Regions from separate parts of the Bombyx mori genome. Here region 1 is linked to region 2. The links are chromatin contacts, called in public Hi-C maps. All regions are on one chromosome and are shown on one strand. Each heading gives the region's core, a stretch centred on a gene start, on an enhancer-like site or on the middle of the called end of the contact. The rest is flanking DNA. Distances are from core to core; before and after follow the strand shown.

Region 1 (2,700 bases), core at 89-2,588, 42 kb after region 2:
ACAATAAGCACGAGTGGAGGGCTAGTTTGCAGTTAAAAAGACAGATTTTCTCGAAAAATCAGCTGGAAATTTCGAGTCGGAAAACATTCCGGAAAAAATATAAACATGATAACAAAAATAAATAAAAACTAAAAATACATTATCAAATCTACTCACAGCTCCGGTCGCAGATCCAGCTCGCGGCGTAAATGAGCACCAATATGAGAAACGGTATCGTCATAATCAAGGAATCCATTATTAAAATTAAAAACAAAATTACGAAATTTTACGCACGTAATTAGGCACGGACAATAATATCGGAACTATTACGTGAGTCACGCGGGCAAGTTATTTTTATAATGCCTTTATCAGGGGATTCTCTTGATATTAATTCTGTTTTTTTTTTTTTTTTTTTTTTTATCCAGATAACACGCCCATGTCCTTTTAAATACGATTAGGTTTTTGATTAATCTTCTTTGCTTCATTAGTGGCTGTTTTCTTTTTCGCCTACCGAAATTCGATTTAAGCTCATCCCGCATCCCGGGGTCGAGAAAATCTTGTACTTTATATCGACGCTTGAAAGGCAAACGTGACTAAGCGACAATAACTGCTTTGTACATAAATGATAGGCAATAACCATATTCGATGCGCAAAAAATATATATTTCTAGATCTATTAAAATCATTTCAATCCTACAGCTACTAGCTAGATTCTACTACAGCTAGATACCGTTAAAATAAATTTTGTTTTCAGGTATTTCAATTTTAAATTAGTCTACTGTAAAATTCACGCATTGTCGCTTAGTCACGTTTGCCTTTCAAGCGTCGATACCAATTTCTTGTTTAATCTACCAGCGAAAGAACAAGAATGTACTACACACGTTAAAATTTTCATGATACCTTTAGCGATCAAGTCGTCGTGGCTTAAAGGATAAGACGCCCGGTGCGTTCGTATCGAGCGATGCGGCTGTGTCAGTGTTCGAATCCCACTAACGTTACCAACTTGTCTGATGAAATACGTATTTGACATTTTTTTCACACATTCTTTTTTATTTTTTTATTTCTTAGCTGGGTGGACGAGCTCACGGCCCACATGATGTTAAGTGGTTATCGGAGCTCATCGACATCGCTACCCACCTTAAGATATGAGTTCTAAGCCCTCAGTATAGTTACAACGGCTGCCCCACTCGTGCGGACTCATAAGACGTCCTACTACCAGTAATGACTTTCGCGATGAACATTAAATTACATCTTTAAATGCGTCCTCTACTCATTTTTATTTCCTAGTAACTTAAAAAATATTATTCAGTTCAAATTGACTTAAAATATAAAAATGGATTGTGGAGATAGCTACTCAACGATAGGTGACACTAGTAAAGTTCTTAAAATTAACAACAGATGGCGCTTTTGCTACTTTTTCACTTCCAACACCTCTTTAGTTTCCAGCAATGACTCATTTCCGTTATCATTAATAATTAAAAGAATAAAATACTATTACTGTGTTATAATATTTAGATTAACAAAACAAATATCATTATAAAGAATTTATATCACGCAAAGTTTTATTTCAAATTGATACATATATAAATTAATTTAAATACCTACCTGTGTTTACTACTATCTTTGAAACATAATCACGAATTAAGTTGGATTTCAATGTCAAGCCATCTTGAAAAGGTTTAAAATTTATGTTTTATCAAAATGTCCAACGGAAAAAGAAAAAAAAGGTTTGTCTCACAACAGCATTCATATTGACCGATTGCAACAATAACACGTTTTATTAATGTAATATTTTAATCGAAATTTAAGCAAAATATAGAACTTTTTACTCACGATACAGTTCGCAGCAGTGCAAGCAGATACAGGTCAAAGCGTATATCACTATTAGAAAAACGAAAGGCAATATCAGCACGATAAAATCCATTGTTTATTTAATTTACCGAAATTATAATGACGCTTAAAACAACGTTCAATTCAATTTGAGCTATCGGAAAATAATACTGATTTGCGGGACGGATAATCAATATTTTTATCTAGATTAGCGTGTTAATGTTTCAGTCAGTCAACTTCGTTACGACATTAGAATCGCGGAGAATTTGAAGGAAACAAATTTATAATGGTATCGTGCTATTGATTAATTTTAATAAGCTGCGTCGTGGAATTTAAAAAAAAAGGGTGCGTGTAGTTATGTACGCGCGTAAGAAGTTATACTTTATTTTTTTAATATTAAATAATTAATAATAAATATTGAACGTTAATAATTTAATAATATATTAAAGAATAATTTTGTCATTTATATTACTAAAAAAATGAATGCTAATAACACTTTTTTTTACGAGTGTACAGGCGCGAAAGTTCACCTGTGGGTATATTCAGACTCGCCAAGTTACGTCGGTCGTATTGTAATGAGCGATTTAGTGGGCAACTTCATTCTGTTAATTTTGTGTCACGGTGCGCACGCATCGTAAAATTTCACTCTCATCAACTTTTCATAACGCGCCTAAAGAAGTATAACTTCAAAAAATACATTAAAATTCAAAATTTCTTGGTACTATTGGCACACAAAATATATACCGTAGATTGGGGGGAATCAGGACCCTTTCCAAATCTAACACAAAAATTCAAAACCCGATTTACCTTGGCTTTAGGGTGAATCATGTTACTTATGGGGACAATAGAGTTTTTACGATAGGGCACTATTTAGTTGTTAGGTAGGAACATA
Region 2 (2,700 bases), core at 126-2,625:
TTATCGTATTATCAAAATGCTATTGTTTGTATTTGATTCAGTCTAAATTTCATTAATAAGTAACTCTTTACGTGATTAATGATGATTTGTTATTTTTTTATAATGACATTAAGGATTTACTACTTATACTGCTGTAGACTAGTGTGAGATCGATGATAAAAAAACCTTTTATTTTTATTGCTTAAATGAAGTGAGCCTCGGCTGTTACTGAAACCCATAGCCATTTTTTTTAGTACACCTGCTAATAAAAAAATCGTCTAATAATTTTATTTATTTTATTATGATTCCTGCAATGAATCGACAAATAATATAATTTATTTTGGAAATTGTCTACAAGTTGCTCATAGATGTCGCTAAATTCACTCTTTTCTTGGAGTTCAAATACTCAGCGCTAGATGGCGTATTCGTAAATAACTAAATTTTAATAGCTTTACGAATCTATAATAAGTTCATTCGAATTATCTAAAATTCATTCCAACCTCATTGAAGACGTTCACAACATTTACCTTTCGTTTGTCATCGTGTCGTTTTTATAATGAATTGTTTTTAATTTCTTTTCCTTTCTGTGTTCTGCATTTTACAATAGTAAAAAATTAATAACAGAAGTTGTGACGAATAAAGATAAAAAACTAACGACAAAGCACTTTGCCATTGCTGTCATTACTGAACCCTATTTGTGAAATGTTAAAATATTCGTTGGCCTGCTTATTAACAAACTATGTACTGTTAATAAAATTTACAATATTTTTAATTTTACGTTAATAAAAGTTATGTGAAAGCAGTTCATAGGGGCTTGCATATACTGGCCGCATCTACGAATTATGAGTAACAAGAGATCCAGAGTGAGATACAGTGAAATACGTTATGTTATGAATGACCACCTCCCCTACTAGGCACTAGATGGCGCAAGGCATCGCCAAGCCACCTTAGAGGTGATGGTAAAAGCATTGGTCAAAACTTTTCGCTATCAAATCATGCATACACACGAACGCATTAATGTGATTTCGGTTGTATTTGAGAATATGTTGAAAATATAAGCAATATAGTCTCAAGTCTACCCATTCAATAATGGAATTGACCATTTTTCAACCCAATTAAAGTAGCATATCCGAAAAATGATCAAACTTCATGACTAATTAAAACTGAGAAGAATCCGAAGAGATACGATACTTGTAAACGTTCCTAAATCGTCGAAATACGAAAACATACAATTACAGTCTTATCAAATTATGTTTATTTGTACAAGTTAAATTAAAATCGTAACATTACTCACGTCTCCTCCAGCAAAAATGCGACGCGTAAACAACAGCCACGGTCATAAACAAGCCCACAATCAACAATTCGTAATGCATAATAATATTATTATTGTTCAGTTGCGGACCTCAAGCCGCCGAACTAACTCACAACTGTCGTACAACTGCCATCCATGGGCGGAATCGCAGAATTATCAACGCAACGATAAACTCCAGTAAATTAGCGAGGAAAAGTATAATTTACAATTGCTTTGTTGTAGGATATTGTTCGTTAATCGCATTAACAATCGTTGATGGCGCGACGTGTAGATAGGGAGTTTTTAGAAATAAGGAAGGCCATATGAATCAGCGTTTATTAGCTTTCATAAGGTTGGTGTAATTTGAAAGAAACTAAAAAAATGAGTGAAAAGAGAGAGAGAGAGCAGCGTTGGATTTTCATCGACTAGTGGCGCCAATTTTCGGCCAAGCCGTGTGTGGAATATATATAGAACTAGTTCACGTTACCTCGTAATCCCGATCATCGTACTAGTCGAACCCGTCGCTTGCGACGAAGGGCTCGACGAGTAAATTAACCCACAGACACAGCCTACTGAGTTTCTCGCCGGATCTTCTCAGTGGGTCGCTTTTCCGATCCGGTGGTAGATTCTGCGAAGCACGGCTCTTGCTAGGGTTCGTGTTAGCAACGTCATCAGGTTTGAGCCCCGTGAGTTCACTTACTAGTTAAGGCTACGCTGACTCAAGGCTATCAGCTTAGGTAGGAAAGAAAAATACCTCGTAAATAATAAGCTACATAATAGTAAGCTACTAATAGTAGATTACATTAATTTTTTTTCCTACCTATTCTAGTTCAGAACTGCTTAGCGTCGCTCGGTGGAGCAGGAGCTGGGCGTCTTGACGTGGGAGGACCTAGAACAGACTGGCCAAGACCGATGTAAATGAAAGGATTTGATTCGAGCCCTACACCCCAGCAGAAGGTAATAGGAAAGAATGATGATGACCTATTCTAGTGACGTCGAGGGGTCATACTAGATTCTCCGAACGAGTTGGTGAGCTCGCGGGGCTCTAATCTGAGGACGTTGCTAAAGCACTGGCCCTAGTAAGAGCCGTGCTTCGCAGAATCTACCACCGGATCGGAAACGTGACCCACTGAGAAGATCCGGCGATAAACTCAGTGGGCTGTGTCTATGGGTTAATTCGCTCGTCAAGCCCTTCGTCGCAAGGGATGGGTTCGACGGGGACGGTGACCGGTGCTTGTGGTACCTAAAAGCACCGTTAATGGATCGGGAGGATCCGTAATGACGTGTTTAGGGCGACGTCGACTGTTTACCATTCGGTCTACAGGATCGGGTAGTATCATTCATCATCATTATGCCGTAGCCTTCGGAAAGTGTAATACAGGCAAATGTGATGTAAACAATTTTAATGTATATCTTTTAAATTAAACTCA

The links. Hi-C and Micro-C count contacts between places; a contact is called where the count stands out from the background.
Region 1: a Hi-C map of posterior silk gland shows a contact between it and region 2, with 3 times the contacts expected there. The contact joins two enhancer-like sites. A contact is called at or near these places in 4 of 7 Hi-C or Micro-C datasets (middle silk gland, midgut, posterior silk gland and 1 more).

Annotation. Positions count from the first base shown.
Region 1 is chr28:2,408,908-2,411,607 of ASM3026992v2, forward strand. No RefSeq gene overlaps it. Among protein-coding and RNA genes, the nearest start is that of LOC134201575, 66 kb to the left of the region's middle. Within about 2 kb of position 1,339, at least 4 of the 8 cell types and tissues checked have open chromatin away from gene starts, as enhancers often do.
Region 2 is chr28:2,367,221-2,369,920 of ASM3026992v2, forward strand. No RefSeq gene overlaps it. Among protein-coding and RNA genes, the nearest start is that of LOC134201575, 25 kb to the left of the region's middle. Within about 2 kb of position 1,376, at least 7 of the 8 cell types and tissues checked have open chromatin away from gene starts, as enhancers often do.